Linked DNA regions of Sus scrofa: all the other regions are linked to region 1. The links are chromatin contacts, called in public Hi-C maps. All regions are on one chromosome and are shown on one strand. The core of a region is the stretch at or near the end of the contact, and the rest is flanking DNA. Distances in the headings are between cores, read along the strand shown.

Region 1 (3,142 bases), core at 465-2,964:
CACATGTTCCAACTCTCTCTGAGCTTCACATACCTGGAGGCTCAGCCATCCAAGGAAGCCTAAATAATGCAGAAGGCATGACTCCTTGATATCTCAGGCTTTAGCAAGATTTACCACCACCTATTTGAATAATGGAAGGTTCTTTTAAACTATCGAGACAATTGTGTATCTCATCCTTTGAAAACTTCCATATTCATAATTGCCGATTCGTACCCTGACCTGGCAAATTCCTGGTCACTTCAGTTCGGCAAGTACATGACGCAAACCCAGCAGAACAGTGTGAGACTCTTTTATGTTGCTGCTCCGGAGGCAGATTCCACACTAGTAACTGAGATGACATCCTGCAAATTGGAACCTATTCCCTCTACCTATTTCCTTGCAGACACTGGCTAAGTACACACTGATTTAATAACAGAGCTTCTCAGCACAGCCCAAAAGGCTGGGAGCATCTCCGCGTAAGTTAGAGAGGCGGAACATTTAGGAGAAGGCCCATGCCAGAGCGTTAAGTCAAAATCCCCCACATCAGGCCTCGCTGCCCTGCAGTGCTCATTAACGTTGTGCTTCTTCTTCACTTGTCTCGTGTCTCCCAGCCAAAGACCAGTCCTCTCAGAGGGAAGAAGAGAAAGAGCCTCCAAAGGGCCACCCTTACTCCGTGGAGACCCCCTACGGCTTCCACTTAGACCTGGACTTCCTCAAGTACGTGGATGACATCGAGAAGGGCAACACCATCAAGAGGATTCCCATCCACAGAAGGGCCAAGCAGGCCAAGTTTAGCACTTTGCCCCGAAACTTCAGCCTTCCCGACAGCGGGGCTCGCCCCCATGCTGCTCTTTCCCACCCAAACTGGTCCCCAGCCGTGCCGAGGAAGGCGTCGCCCGGGCCAGAGGCGCGAGCCCACTCGCTGCTGCTCAGCGAGCCCCCCGCCGCCGCCAGCGGGGGTGACGTGAGCTACCGTCGGAAGGTCCTGCTGGCGGAGACCGCCAGGCAGGTGGAGGCCGCTGCGCCCCCGGAGTTGGAGCTCGTCTCCGGGAGCGCACGGCCCCAGCTTCTGAGAGCATCCAGCATGCCAGCCACACTGCTGCCAAACAGGGCCTCGGAGGACCCAAGCCTAAACTCAGGTTCCCCCGTCCCCCTGGCCCTCCCCCCACTTCAGGGTGAAGGTGGGGTCTGCGACGGCGCCTTTGGCCCCGCGGAAGGATTTTTGGCCAGTTTCCACAGCTCCACCCCGGGAACAGCACCGCAACCAGAAGTCCGAGAGTTGGGAGACCTGGTGCCCGGGATTCCGGAACGGATCCAGGAGGCGGCTGAGCCTCCAGAGGGCGAAGGAGAGGCTCTAAATCACCTCTCTCTCCCAAGTCCTCTTTTCTCACCCCCGAACGTCTTGGTGGTCCTAGAAGATGCAGAGGAGCAACACGAAGGCGGAGAAGCGGAGGCGGGGGTCACGACCTCTGGCTCCCCCACGCCAAGCCCCCCACCTCTGCCATCACCCATCCCTGAGAATGAGCTTTCCCTGGACGAAATCGAGCTCAACATCAGCGAGATCCCCCCACCGCCACCTGTGGAGGTGGATGTGAGAAGCATCGGCATCCGGGTCACGGAGGAAAGCCTGGGCCTCGCCTCTGTGGACCCTGGCAGCATCCCCAGCCTGAAGCAGCAGCTCTCCGACCTGGAGAGTGAATTGTCCGAAAGAACTGAAGAACTGGCCCAGGTCAGAGCTGCCCTCCAGCGGCAGGAGGAGGAAATCCAGGCCAGAGGGCAGAGGATTCAAGAGCTAGAGCGTACTGTAGCTCAACTGGCAGAAAAGCTGAGCCGCAGGAATACCAAAGAAGCTCAGGGCCAGACGGATGCCATGGTCAACACTGACCCTCTGCACGGACTCTTGACCAGGGAGTCGTGTGACAAGAGCATTGGGGTCAACCTTATGGGCAGCATGGGATCTGAAAGCTGGGGAGCCAGGGGAGAGGGGAATGGCTTCTTATGGTGGCAGGACAGCCACAAAGGGGGAGATCGGAGCCCAGCAGAACTTGTGCCACCACCCCAGCTGTCACTGCCACAGGGCCCTGAGGTGGGCCTCCCCCCCTCTTTACATAGCTGCCTCTCCACTGAGCTCAGGATCGAAGAAGGAGGCGCTGAGCAGGAGGGAGGCCCTCAGGTGGAAGCAGAGAGTCTGGTCAGGGGAGCAGGAGGCTCTCCAGGGAGCAGCAAGAGACAGGCTCCCCCAGAGGGGAGGGGGGAGGCCGGCTCAGAGCTGCCAGGGAAAGAGCGCCCAGGAAGGCCACCAAGCTCACCCACCGATGCCACTATTGGGCAGTACGTGAAGAAGATCCAGGAGCTCCTGCAGGAACAGTGGAGTTGCCTGGAGCATGGGTACCCAGAGCTGGCCCGTGCCATCAAGCAGCCGGCCTCCAAGCTCAGCAGCATCCAGAGCCAGCTACAGAGCTCCCTCAACCTGCTGCTCTCGGCCTATTCAGCCCAGGCTCCACCCCAGAAGGAGCCCCCAGGCCCCTCTTCCTCCCCACCGATGGGTAAATACTGGTGCCTGAGACAGGGAACCATTTCTCCTTTACTTGATGAGTCAAAAGGGAAAAGGGTCTTAATTGCATGCATATGTTTTGTTTTTTAAGATTTAAGCATCCCCAGGAACTCACCTCCCCAGGGAATAAAAACTGATCTCTGTTACAGTGGAGGCTTGGGACCCCTGCTCTTGTATTTGCTCTAATGTTTGCATCGACAGCAGGGCCACCATGTACAGCTGCACTGACAGCACCAGGCACAAAGATGTCAGAGGGTAAATAGGAGCTGAAACCCAGCCCACACTTGCCAGGCCTGTCCAGAAGGGTGCCTCTTTCTCATTTGCATTGTGCAGAGGCAATGTCTAGGGCCAAGAATGGCCCTGGCTGTGAATGCTTTAAACCTCTGCCTTCCTTAATTGTTTCGTCTGCTCTTGCATTCCTGTGGTTCTCCCCGGGTCTTGTACATTAGAGCTTTTCTGTAGCCTGGTTTTGGAGGAACACTATATTTAGATCTGAAATATTTTATGGAATATTTTCTGTGTGTGTGTGTTTAAGAAAGAGAGAGACTGTGTGATACATTTGGAAGTCGACCCTTTGGCTAAGTGGCACTTCCTCTTGTAAGAGATTGC
Region 2 (3,142 bases), core at 199-2,698, 470 kb before region 1:
GAAGTACAAAAATGTCTGTCTACACATTACTGAATAGTGTACCATGCTGTTTTACCAGATCTATCAAATATATAGAAATAGCTCATCAATAGTCACAAAAAATAAACTTTTTGATATACCTGTATTCTATTTTACAGAAAAAAAGAACATCAGTTAAGTGGTTTTTTAAACTATTTTTACTAAACTATAAAATTCCTTCTATTGGTTATTTTTTAACATTAAACAGTTCCCAAAATTTTACAGTGAAAGAATTGATAATTAATTCAATATAGCATCAGATTACTGGACTAATTAGAAACTCTTCCTCGTTCAGGGAAGACACTTTATTATTTTGCAAATTGGTATATACATAGACTTTACCTTCCAAAGCTTTTTCAATCCCTTTGGGTAATTTCAATGACTCACTAATTACAAATCATAAACAAGGGAGGAAAGGCATTCCCTTGTGTCTATCTATTAACTGATACAAAAATCATTGCACAAACCTCCACTGGGGACATATGCCTGAAGTAGGAAAAAAGAAAAAAAAAATCTCAGTTAAGATACGAAGAGCTGTAGGAGGAGGTATTCTCCACTAACGCAGGGTAGCAGCGAACCCCCTGCGAGAAAATAATCAATACAAAACGAAAATGTAAGCCAAAGAAATCTTAAGAAATATAAACTCAGTAAGTAGAGTCACGCTTAGCTAATCATTGGCGATCACTCTCCCATTCATCAGTTATCCTAAGAACGCAGATGAACCTCCAACCTAAAAAGCCCTTACATGTAGATAGAGGTGGAAGCGCTCAGGCTAAAAACCAAATAAAGTGACTGAACGTTAAGGTCTGGATGGAAAAGCATTTAGATATTCAGGCAAGTGTTATCAGAGTATGAATTAGTAAGAAGGGCCAAAAAAGGGATAAAGGAGTTAGGAATGAGAACACTGAGATCTTGAGCGTCTAATTTGTTTTCTTTCTTTTCTTTTAGATGGAGAGAAATAGGGAAGAAGTTAAATGGATGAGCTTAGGAGACAAGAGATCGTGCCTGAAACAAGAAAGAAAAGCTTCCAAAGAGAGGGCAACAGCTGCCCACAGGAAGGCTTAAGGTTTGTCAGTTCTGGATCTCAGGAAGAGTGAGGAGTCAGAAAACAAATGACACTAGACAGGAGCAGATGAGGGAGGCGCCAAATTCTGAAAGCCTACACGGTCTGCCACAGGGTCTCCAGTGAGTGCAAGGCCCCCCAAGAAACCTGGTCATTCGGGGACCAGAGACACTAAGCCCCAACCTTCTCCTGACTCCGCTAGCCTCAAGTCGACCCCTCACCGAAAACAGAACTGGAGAAGTGTAAACAATGTGTAGGAGCCACCAACCCGGGAAATGTTCCAGCTCTAGCAGCAGCCGCCAGAAGAGCTGCCAGCAAAAACGCAGACACTCCAACCTCTGCGCCGCAGCCACAGGCACCTCGAGCTTCCCGGCCACCGTAGTAAGAGGAACGCCCCACCCCCTCCTTCAAACCCAGCAGGACAGCCACTTCCGGGGCACTCAAGCTTACAGACTGGCGACAGCAATAGCAGGCGTCACCAGGCCCCTGGTTCGTTTACTTTGTCCATCCTTTTTCGCCCCGTTCACTACGTCAGACCATAAATCACCAATATAGCAAGGACAGAACCAAAGTATCCGTCTCTAAGCGGTGCCCGTGATAGACAAACTGCGTTATGCCCACCATGAGTTCCTATTGAACTGGACTTCAACTCCCAGCAGGCCATGCAATACCACGCCCCTCCCGCGCGGGACTACAAGATCCAGCATGCCCTGCGCCTCTTATTCCTCACTCCGCCCCTGACACCCGAAAACTCAAAGTGCGATTGCGGAGAATTTGTTAAATCCGTTGGACTAATGTACTCTTTTCTACCAAGCCCCACTTTGATTAAAAAAAAAAAAAAAACGGTATTCCGTCTTATCCTTTTGTGAAGTTACTCATAAACCAAGCTACAGTTGGAACTGTAGGTAAATTCTTGTAAAACATTAAGGAATATGTATACTTATTTTCCACATTCAGATTATTTTCTAGAATTGAAACCCAGGACAGTCTGCAAAGGCTTCTTACGAAATGGAAATTTCCATCCTTCCTCATAAGCGGTTTTGAGAGAAATACAAATTATTGCAAAGTTTGATCCTGTTTTGTCTTTGCAGTACCACCGGATTGTACTGGAACAAGGCTGCTAGACATGCTTCTGAATTGCATAGGAAATTATAATAAAAACTGGAAGCAAAAAATTAACATTCTGCACTACTGGACTATGGAACCATGTGGGAAAGAAAATCTTTCAGAATGCAAAGTTGAAAAGTTCAAAATTAGATTTGAGGAGTTCCTGTCCTGGCTCAGTGGTTAACGAATCCGACTAGGAAGATGAGGTTGTGGGTTCGGTCCTTGGCCTTGCTCAGTGGGTTAGGGAGCCGGCGTTGCCGTGAGCTGTATGTAGTGTAGGTCATAGATGCGGCTCAGATCCTGCATAGCTGTAGCTCTGGCGTAGGCTGGCGGCTACAGCTCTGATTGGACCCCTAGCCTGGGAATCTCCATAGGCCGCGGGAGTGGCCCTAGAAAATGCAAAAAGACAAAAAAAAAAAAAAAAAAAAAAAAAAAAAAAAAAAACTAGATTTGAAAAGGTTCTGAATTTTTTATGTGTTTAATGGTTTGAATATTATTTTCTATTAATAATTTCTATTATTAGTCTGACAAAAACAGGTAACCACAACTATTTATTTTTGTTATATGATAGGGCAACCAAATAACCAATTACACAAAGCTGTAGCAAATGTAACATTTCTTTTCTTTTTTTTTTTTTTTTTTTTTTTTTTTTGTCTTTTGCCATTTCTAGAGCCGCTCCCGCGGCATATGGAAGTTCCCAGGCTAGGGGTCCAATCGGAGCTGTAGCCTCCAGCCTACGCCAGAGCCACAGTAACGAGGGATCCGAGCCGCGTCTGCAACCTACACCACAGCTCACGGCAACGCCGGATCGTTAACCCACTGAGCAAGGGCAGGGACCGAACCCGCAACCTCATGGGTTCCTAGTCGGATTCGTTGACCACTGCGCCACGACGGGAACTCCAAATGTAACATTTCTTAAAGTGAGCTCACAAAGTAAATCTGCTTGATGAAATA
Region 3 (3,142 bases), core at 292-2,791, 450 kb before region 1:
AGGATCCTTAACCCACTGAGTGAGGCCAGGGATCGAACTCACAACCTCATGGTTCCTAGTCGAATTAGTTTCTGCTGCACCACGACTGGAACGCCTTCTGAAATATTTGACCATTGTTCTACAGCCTTCATTACCCTCCTGCGCATCTGCAGCCATTCTTTACTCTAGGAAATCCTTGCTGATCCATTCAGACTGGCTAAACGTGGCCTCTGTGCTCTAAGCCCCTCAATGTATACTTGTATCATTTCTACTTCTTCTGTGTTGAAGTTATCTGTTTATAATCTCTCTGGCTGAACTGTAAGATTCTAAATGGAAACGCTTCATGAACCCCAGGTGGGATTAAGATCTCCTAATACAAGTGTCTCCAGTTTTCTGGTGTTTTTTGTTTTTGCTTTTGTTTTGTCTTTTTGCCTTTTCTGGGGCTGCTCCTGCGGCATATGGAGGGTCCCAGGCTAGGGGTCTAATGGGAGCTGAAGCCACCAGCCTACACCAGAGCCACAGCAACACGGGATCCGAGCCGCGTCTGTGACCTACGCCACAGCTCATGGCAACGCTGGATCCTTAACCCGCTGAGCAAGGTCAGGGATCGAACCCGCAACCTCATGGTTCCTAGTCGGATTCGTTAACCACTGAGCCATGGCGGGAACTCTTTTTTTTTTTTTTTAAATAAAAGTTACGGGTGTGATGATTTTTGTAACAGGGATAGTAAATACCACTCTCCAGTGCTGTATAACCATTAGGCCTGAAGCTTTCCCTTATACATTACTATCGCTTTTCTCACAGCATACCCTTTATTTTCAAGATTATTTGGGGGAAAAAAAAAAGAATGTTAGGTATGTCCTGCTCTTTATTTTTTAGCCACACCTTCAGCGTGCAGAAGTTCCCAGGCTAGGGATAGAACCCCTGCCACAGCAGTAACAACACTGGATCCTTAACCCACTAGGCCACCAGGGAACTCCTTGCTCTTCTATTTAAAACAAGAGTTTATCTTTGTACAGCGTTTTAAAAGTCAAATAATACTATAAGACTCATAATGGGGAAAAAGAGGTACATTGGTCCTCCTTCTCTATCCCTTATTCCCACTTCTTTTTCTTTCTTTCTTTTTTTTTTTTTGCTTTTTAGGACTGAACCCGTGGCATATGGGGTTGAATCACAGCTGAAGCTGCCAGCCTACACCACAGCCACAGCAAGGAGGGATCCAAGCTCGCCTGCAATCCACACCGCAGCTAAGGGTAACGCCAGATCCTTAACCCACTGAGCAAGGCCAGGGATCAAACCTGCAACCTCATGGTTCCTAGTCCGATTTGTTTCCGCTGAGCCATGGATGGGAACTCCTCATTCCCACTTCTTAAACATTTTTTTTTCCGTTATATTACCTGAATACGCTTTTGGCACGTGCTCCCATCTTCCTAAATAACATCCTTGTATTGCTGCTATTTCAAGATTGCTCAATTTCACATTTTTTGGTAAAGATCAGGCTCTCTTACAACACTGCCTACCACATGTCCCATTCCACACACATTCACGAACATTCTTTTCCTCTTTCATTTCGGTTACCTATGTGATTACGTTACCCACAACTTTTGGTTAACTCAACATGACTATGCGGTATAAAACAATTACACTTCCTTTCTTATACATTTTTTGTTTGTTTGTCCTGGAATTAAAAATTGTTTATTGTTCGCTCAGTTTTCTGAATTCCTCTGATTCATCCTCAAACATTCCTCTAGAATTATACATTTCCTCTCATGAGGTACAAATACATCAGGCTGTTTTTATTTTTATCCACATCTTGGCAACCTGCCCGGTGGAAGCCTCTGCTCCCCTGTCCAGACATGAACAGGTCATCCTCTAGAAATGTTGTGCAGTTATTGCTCGGGGATCTCCTTCGTGCTCATCCTGGGGATTCTTTTCTCCTCTCCGTGCTGGATCCCTAATTTTCCTCCTGATTTTGCTCCCTTATTATTAGCCATTAGTAATGACTAATAATTAGTCATTATTAATGTTACTGGAGAACATATTATCCAGTAATTCCTGACAAAAGGTACATAGAAGGTACCATCTTTAAAAACATGAACAGATGCAAATACCTTTATTTTCTCCTCACACTTCAAAGTGTGGCTGAATATATAATTCTAGGTTGAAACCATTTTCCTTGGAATTCTGAAAACATTGCTCCATGGTCTTCTTGCATGGAGCATTGCTGGAAGAGTTCATTCCTTCCTAATTCTAGCTCTTGGTGATGTCCTTTTTCCTCTGAAATGTTTAGGAACTTCTTTTTGTCCCTAGTAAGTAAAACTTCCCATGGGATGCCTTAACGCGGATCTTTCCAAATCTGCTATGCTGAGCATTTTGTGGACTCTCTAATTCTGAAAAGTCATGAGTTTTGGTTGAGGAAAGCCTTCTTGAATTACTGCTTTGATAACTTCCTCCCCCACGGTTTTCTCTTTTCTCTCTTTCAGAAAGTTTTTATTGCTTTAATTGTCTTTAATTTTCTTTTTTTCATATGAAAAGATTTTATTGAAGTATAGTTGATTTACAATGTTGTGTTAATTTCAGCTCAACAGCAAAGTGATTCAATTATAGGTATACACATAGCCATTCTTTTTTGGTTCTTTTCCCGTATAGGTTACCACAGAATATTAAGCAGAGTTCCTTGTGTTATACACACATTCATCCATTCCATATATAATAGTATTATATGCCAATCCCAAACTCCAATCCATCCCTCCCCCCTCCATATTTCCCCTTTGGTAACCATTATTTTGGTTTCAAGTCTGTGAGTTGGTTTCTATTTTGTAAATGAGTCATTTGAATCATTTTTTTAGATTCCACATATAAGTGATATCAAATGATATTTGTCTTTGTCTGACTTACTTCACTTAGCATGATAATCTCTAGGTCCATCCATATGCTGCAAATGGCATTATTTCATTCTTTTCATGGCCGAATAATATTCCATTGTATATATGTACCATATCTTTTTTATCCATTTCTCGGCTGATGGACAGTTAAGTTGCTAATTTTCTTATATTGTGTCTTTTCCATCTCTTTTTCATTTTCAGTTTTATTTCTTGGTTCTACTTTTTCAGGGATTTCCTCCAACATTATCTTTGAATGTCTGAGCCTTTTGAGATTTCAG

The links. Hi-C and Micro-C count contacts between places; a contact is called where the count stands out from the background.
Region 2: a Hi-C map of embryonic fibroblasts shows a contact between it and region 1, with 2.0 times the contacts expected there. The contact joins the promoter of ATG4C here to the enhancer-like site in region 1. A contact is called at or near these places in 7 of 47 Hi-C or Micro-C datasets (embryonic fibroblasts, fetal skeletal muscle, fibroblasts and 2 more).
Region 3: a contact with region 1 is called in a Hi-C map of embryonic fibroblasts, with 1.6 times the contacts expected there. The contact joins two enhancer-like sites. A contact is called at or near these places in 5 of 47 Hi-C or Micro-C datasets (embryonic fibroblasts, fetal skeletal muscle, fibroblasts and 2 more).

What each region holds. Positions count from the first base shown.
Region 1 is chr6:150,156,392-150,159,533 of Sscrofa11.1, forward strand. KANK4 (KN motif and ankyrin repeat domain-containing protein 4) reads left to right here. Exons shown (of 10, transcript XM_013988888.2): 3 at 591-2,525. Among named protein-coding and RNA genes, the nearest start is that of KANK4, 51 kb to the left of the region's middle. Within about 2 kb of position 1,715, at least 5 of the 83 cell types and tissues checked have an H3K27ac peak or open chromatin away from gene starts, as enhancers often do. A contact at or near this core is called in embryonic fibroblasts, where this site is marked.
Region 2 is chr6:149,690,466-149,693,607 of Sscrofa11.1, forward strand. ATG4C (autophagy related 4C cysteine peptidase) reads right to left here and starts at 1,449. Exons shown (of 11, transcript NM_001190284.1): 1 at 1,350-1,449.
Region 3 is chr6:149,711,505-149,714,646 of Sscrofa11.1, forward strand. No RefSeq gene overlaps it. Among named protein-coding and RNA genes, the nearest start is that of ATG4C, 21 kb to the left of the region's middle. Within about 2 kb of position 1,542, at least 6 of the 83 cell types and tissues checked have an H3K27ac peak or open chromatin away from gene starts, as enhancers often do. A contact at or near this core is called in embryonic fibroblasts, where this site is marked.